Regions from separate parts of the Sus scrofa genome. Here region 1 is linked to region 2. The links are chromatin contacts, called in public HiChIP or PLAC-seq maps. All regions are on one chromosome and are shown on one strand. The core of a region is the stretch at or near the end of the contact, and the rest is flanking DNA. Distances in the headings are between cores, read along the strand shown. Region 1 overlaps SVIL (supervillin). Region 2 has its middle 110 kb from the start of MAP3K8.

Region 1 (3,130 bases), core at 91-2,590, 630 kb after region 2:
CTGGATTGGAAAGAAAGAAGTGAAACTGTCTGTATTTGCAGATGACGTGATCTTGGGTATGGAAAATCTTAAGGCATCTACTAAACTGTTAGAACGAACAGACATGTTCAGAAGCGTTGCTAGCTACAAGATTAATATACAAAAATCAATTGTAATGCTGTACACGTGTAATGAGCAACGTGAGATGAAATTCAGAAAATCATTCCTGTCACGATAGCACAAAAACGAATGAAATACAAGCATACCTTGGAGATACTGCGGTTTGCTTCCAGACCCCTGCAATAAAGTATCTGGATAAAGCAGGTCACATGAATATTTTGGGTTCCCTATGCATATAAAAGTTATGTTTACACTGTAGTCTATGAAGTATGCAACAACATTAGGTCAAAAACAACAATGCACATGCCTTAATTTTAAAATGTTTTACTGCTAAAAAATGCTGACTATCCTCTGAGCCTTTAGTAAGTTGTAATCTTTTTGCAGTAGTGAATCACTGATCAGGAGTTCCCGTCGTGGCTCAGTGGTTAGCGAATCTAATTAGGAACCATGAGGTTGCGGGTTTGATCCCTGGCCTTGCTCAGCGGGTTAAGGATCCGGCATTGCCATGAGCTGTGGTGTAGGTCAAAGACGTAGCTCGGATCCTGCATTGCTGTGGCTCTGGCAATGCAGGCTGGTGGCTATAGCTCTGATTGGACCCCTAGCCTGGGAACTTCCATATGCCATGGGAGCGGCCCTAGAAATGGCAAAAAGACACACACACACACACACAAAGATCACTGGTCACAAACTGCAATAGCAAATACAACAATAATTTTAGAAAAGTTTGAAATATTGCTAGAAGTACCCAAATGTAACACAGAGACATAAAATGAGCAAATGCTGTTGGGAAAATGGCACCAATAGACTTGCTCAATGCAGAGTTGCCACAAAAATCTTCTCTTTGTAAAAAATGCCATATTTGCGAAGTGCCATAAAGTGAAGTATAGTTAAATGAGGTCTGCCTGTACTTAGGAGTAAATGTAATTAAAGAAGTTTAAAACATGCTCTTAAAACTGCAAAATATTGAAAGACATTGAAGAAATTCCTAAATAAGTGGAAAAACATCCTGTGTTCATGAGTCAGGTGACTTACTATTATTGAAATGGTGATACTCTCTCAGTTGAGTTTCAGTGTAACTCCCTAACCATAGTTTCAGTTCAGTCTCTATCAGAATCTTAGATGGATTCTTGGCAGAAATTGACAAGCTGACTCTAAAATTCATATAGACATTTAAGGGACTCAGCAGAGCTATATCAGTCTTGAAAAAGAGCAGAATTGAAAGACTCACCCTTCCTGATTTCAAAACTATATGCAAAACTGCAGTAATCAAGACAGTGGTTCTGGGGAGTTCCCATCATGGTTCAGCAGTAATGAACATGACTAGTATCCACAGGGACTTGGGTTTGATCTCTGGCCTTGCTCAGTGGATTAAGGACCTGGCATTGCCATGAGCTGTGGTGTAGGTCACAGATCCAATTAGCCGAGACAGTTCACTGGCATACAGTCTGTTCAACAAATGGTCTAGGACAACTGGATGTCAACACGCCAAAGAATAAAGTTGGACTGAACCTTATGCTTGATACAAAAGTTAACCCAAAATGGAGTTCTTGGAGTTCCCGTGGTGACTCAGAAGTAGTGAACCTGACTAGTATCCCTGAGGATGCAAGTTCGATCCCTGGCTTCACTCAGTGGATTAAGGATCCAGCATTGCCATGAGTTACAGTGGATCTGGTGTTGATCCACTTGGATCTGGTGTTGCTATGGCTGTGGAGTAGGCTGGTGCCTATAGCTCCGATTCGACCTCTAGCCTGGGAACCTCCATAAGACATGGCCCTAAAAAGACAAAAGAGAAAAAAGAGTTCATTGGTGGTTTGGTGGGTTAAGGATCCGCCATTGTCACTGTTGTGGCCTCAGTCACTGCTGTGGAGCATGTCTATTCCTGGCAGCCAGCCAGGGAGGCAGGAAATGGGAGAGCACCAGGCCCCTGATTTTGGAAGGAGGGAGGAACCACAGAGCTGGTGGGACTGAGAGGTCAGTGATTGGAGGATGAAGTGTCTGCTGGAATCGCCAAGGCAGATGTCCATGACCTTGAGAGGAGTTCAGCCATGAGGACTCCAGACCTGAGTGGGTTGAGGAGGGATGCGAATGAGGGCGGGGAGGCAGTGAGGCACCTGTGCCTAAGGTTCTGCTGAGCCACACCCTGGGGGAAATTGCTCCTGGGTCCCTTCTTGCTTGGCGGAACTACTCCATGGTGGTGGGGTTTGAAGGCCACCTCCTCCTTAGAGCCAATGCTTTACAGGTATAAGTCCTGCATCTGAGGAGCTGCCTATTGTAGGTTAAGTGGGGCAGGAGGGAATTGCTAGGCTGGGGTCCAGAGAAGGGGCCTCATGCTTTGTCCTCTGATGGTTTTGATTTTCTTTGATGTTTTGATTGGGAAGAAGCTGAGAGAAGGATTTCATTCGCATGCTTTTGCAAAATTAGTTAAAATTGTTTAAAAATCTTCATCTGAGCTGGAGAGAGTATGGAGAAAAGGGAACCCCCTACACTGTTGGTGGGAATGTAAGTTGGTGCAACCACTATGGAGAACAGTATGGAGGTTCCTCTAAGCACTGAAAATAGAGTTACTATATGATTGAACATTTATCTAGAAAAGATAAAAACTCTAATTTGGAAAGATCCCTGCGCCTCAGTGTTCATAGCAGCACAATTTACAATAGCCAAGGAAGGCATGGAAGCAAACTAAGTGTCCATGCACAGATGAATGGATAAATATGTGGTCTATGGATACGATGGAATATTACTCAGCCATAAAAAAGAATGAAGTAACACCACTGGCAGCAACAATAATGGACCTAGAGAGTCTTGTACTAAGTGAAGTCAGTCAGACAAAGGCAGATATCTTAAATGTGGAATCTAAGAAAGATTGATACAAAGGAACTTACTTCCAAAACAGAAACAGACTCATAGAGAACAGATTTATGGTTACCAAAGGGTAAGGGGGGGGGGTGAGGAAGGATAACTGGGAATTTGAAAAGATTCATACTACTATACATAAAAATCAATAACAACAAGGACACAGGGAACTGTAGTC
Region 2 (3,469 bases), core at 131-2,630:
GAGCTGGGAGCACGCTGATACAGATCAGTGTGCAAACCCATCACTCCAGCCAGGGGCGGTCTTGCCCACTGTCCCTGAGCCGCCAGACCGTCTCGTCCCCTTACATCTCATCCTGGCCAGACTGCTGGCCCCACCCGGACACCCTCCCTCCTTCCTTCACCCAGATGACTCACTGTCCCCAAGCAGTTGGGCAACACAGTGGTTTGAGGCTTCACATGCGATCAGATCTGGGCTGGGGCTTACAAGAGCAAATCCCTTCATCTCCTGGAGCCTCAGTTTCCTCCTCCGTAAAATGGGAATAAAGGCTGGAGCTACATCCCTTGGTCCCTGGGTCTATTGATACACGTACTGGTCCAGGGAGGGTTCAATACACAGCAGCTACTCTTTATTTTCTTTTCAGGGCCGCATCCATGGCCTGTGGAGGTTCCCAGGCCAGGAGTCGAATCGGAGTTGCAGCTACCAGCCTATGTCACAGGGACAGCAACACGGGATTCGAGCCATGTCTGCAACCTACACTACAGTTTACAGCCACACTGGATCCTTAACCCACTGAGTGAGACCAGGGCTCAAACCGGCATCCTCAGGTTCATTACCAATGAACCACAATAGGAACTCAAATAGCAGCTACTCTAAAAGAAATCCTATGTTATAGAGAATGTTGAAGGCAACCTGAGGGAGACGATTTCTCCTTTCACAAATTAAAAGTGAGGTACAGGGAGTTCCTGTCCTGGCTCAGTGGTAACAAATCTGACTAGGATCCATGAGAATGCAGGTTCGATCCCTGGCCTCGCTCAGTGAGTTAAGGATCCTGTGTTGCTTGGCTGTGGGTAGGCTGGCAGCTGCAGCTCTGATTCAACCCCTAGCCTGGGCACTTCCATATGCCACAGGTGCAGCCCTAAAAAGACCAAAAAAAAAAAAATTTGAGGTACAGAAGATTGAATGATTAACCAGCACATCTGGCCCCAGAGGCCAGGTCCACGGCACCCGGGGCAGCCTCTGGCCTCACCGTGCAGTGCTGTTTCCAAGAATTATATCTTTATATGCACCTGGGTCTTCCCAGACTGCTCAAATTTCCTTAAAAGTAGGTATCATAGGCTACCTGATGGACCTTCGCATGCTTTCACAGGGCCAAGGTCAAGGCCAGCACTTAGAAGCAAATAAGCCAGTTCTTTCTGTTTCTGAGAAAGTACAACTTGTGGAACCACGTCCAGCACAGACTCTGGTTTCTCTACCTCCTCAAGGTCAAATTCAAATAGTAACCCTCCAACTTCCCCACAACCGAATACACCATTTTCAAAGGTCTCTGCTCACTCCACACACTAAGCCAACATCACGGGGAGAGCTTTGTCCTTGGAGACCAAACTGGGCGGTTCTCTTATATTTGTTGTATTCACACTTCCTGTAAGACACCTCCACCACCACAGCTCTGTGTTTTACTCTGGGAGTCACAGTGACTTAGCATATTAAATCTTTCAGAGCTCCATTTTTAGAAACATTACTAAATTCCAGTGTTATTTGCGTGACCTTTCTATACAGTTTTTTTTTTTTTTTTTTTTTTTTTTTTTTTTTGGCCGCATCAGCAGGGTGTGGAAATTCCTGGGCCAGGGATTGAACTTAAGCCACAGCTGTGACAACGCCAGCTCCTTAACTTGCCGAGCCACCAGGGAACTCCTCCTTTCCGCACAGTCTTATTGTGTCCATATCTTACATTAAAAGAAGGATGTTTTGGAGCCTCCCAGAACGTGGTGTTTCCGTCTCTGTCTGGGGAGAGAGCACGAGGAAGGGAAAGTAGGGACGTGCCAAACACGTGCAGGGCCTGTGAAGCAGTGCATGTGGCCAGAGCGGACCACAGGCACAGACCTGGCCAACTTACGCAAAACTTAACTGGACCATGAATTATTTCATCTGCTGGTCCGAAGCTGTTTACCTGGTGGTAAAACATTTCCTTGTGGAGCTGTGATTTCTTCTGGCCATTTTTCAGGAGGAGCAAATGATCTACCATGTTGGTATCTTTATTTTATTTTATTTTTTTTAAGGCCCACACCCATGGTATATGGAAGTTTGAAGGCTAGGGGTCGAATTGGAGCTGTTGCTGCCAGCCTACACCACAGCCACAGCAATGCCAGATCCCAGTGGCGTCTTTGACCTACACCATAGCTCACTGCAATGCCAGATCCTTAACCCACTGAGCAAGGCCAGGGATTGAACCCATGTCTTCATGGATACATCGGGTTCATTACTGCAGAACCACGATGGGAACTCCCTACGCTGGTATCTTTATGAAACTATCATCTCAGCAAAGCCTGGCCCTTCAGTCCCTCACATGCATCATGATGGGCAGTCCAGTCCTTTAGGGCTTGGCCTCCGTCTGACCACACCCACCTGCCTTCAACTCTTGGCTCAACACTTACCACTGGCAAAAGTTCGAACAGTTATTTAATCTCCCAGAGACTTCATGAACTCGTCTACGCAATGGGACTGAGAACAGCACGACCCATCTAGTAGGGTAGTGAGGATTAAGAAGATATTAAGGGAATAACACTGTTCCCTGTACATAGCGAGCATGGGATTAACCACCACGGCAAGATGCTGGGGGGGGGGGTCATAATAATTTGCTTTGTGTGACATGGAGAGGGGTACCCAGTTACCACCCGTAAGGCACAAGGTGTGTTTCTCGCTGTGACCATAGTGAGGGTGATTCCCAGGGGATTACTTCCACCTTCCTTCCCAAGGAGCTTCCCTCGTGCATGTCGACAAGAGAATTAATGGCAGGAGTTAAAGCAAGTCACAGAGACCTGACACAAAACCGCATGCCATCACGCCAAATGGCCACCTGTTCCTTTTAACGTACAATTGGGTTACGTCACAAAGCCATTGACTCTGGTAGACTGGATACCCCATCGTGAGATGCTAGGTAAGCTATCAGTAATAAGCACATGTCAGCTTCAGGTTTAGGCTTTCCACACTCCATTAAAGGGCAATTTGGCAAAATATTGAACCATAAAAAAATAGTCATTTCCTTTAACCCACACCCGTAAACTTAGCCTAAAGAAATAGCTCAAAGGAAAGGGTTGAAGGTGCAAAATGATTTCCAGCAGGAGTATCTATAATCACAAAGAACTTGTAAACAACATGTAAATCTAAAGGTTGGAGAAGATTAAGGAAATTATGGGATATTATTTGATGAAATTGGGTGCAACCACTAAAAAAAAAAACAATAAATAGGAAGACTGCCTAAAGAATGGTCAGGATATAAAACCAGTATCCAAAAACCAAGTGTATTTCTGGACAATTGCCATGAACAACACCAAAATGAAACATTAAAAATGGCTCCACCAGAGATGAGAAAAGGATGTCCCCTCTCACCATTCCCTTTCAGCATCATACTGGAATTTCCGCCAGTGCGAGAGCAGTCTTTTGGTTTGTTTGTTTGTTTTTGTTTTGGCCATGCCCACAGCATGCGGAAGTT

Evidence for each region. HiChIP or PLAC-seq counts read pairs in DNA pulled down with a chosen protein or histone mark.
Region 1: a contact with region 2 is called in an H3K27ac HiChIP or PLAC-seq map of alveolar macrophages. The contact joins two enhancer-like sites. A contact is called at or near these places in 1 of 47 Hi-C or Micro-C datasets (embryonic fibroblasts) and 1 of 2 datasets of contacts at active chromatin or transcription factors (alveolar macrophages).

The regions. Positions count from the first base shown.
Region 1 is chr10:41,259,336-41,262,465 of Sscrofa11.1, forward strand. The region is part of intron 3 of SVIL (supervillin); the gene reads left to right. Among named protein-coding and RNA genes, the nearest start is that of SVIL, 85 kb to the left of the region's middle. Within about 2 kb of position 1,341, at least 1 of the 83 cell types and tissues checked has an H3K27ac peak or open chromatin away from gene starts, as enhancers often do. A contact at or near this core is called in alveolar macrophages, where this site is marked.
Region 2 is chr10:40,631,726-40,635,194 of Sscrofa11.1, forward strand. No RefSeq gene overlaps it. Among named protein-coding and RNA genes, the nearest start is that of MAP3K8, 110 kb to the right of the region's middle. Within about 2 kb of position 1,381, at least 13 of the 83 cell types and tissues checked have an H3K27ac peak or open chromatin away from gene starts, as enhancers often do. A contact at or near this core is called in alveolar macrophages, where this site is marked.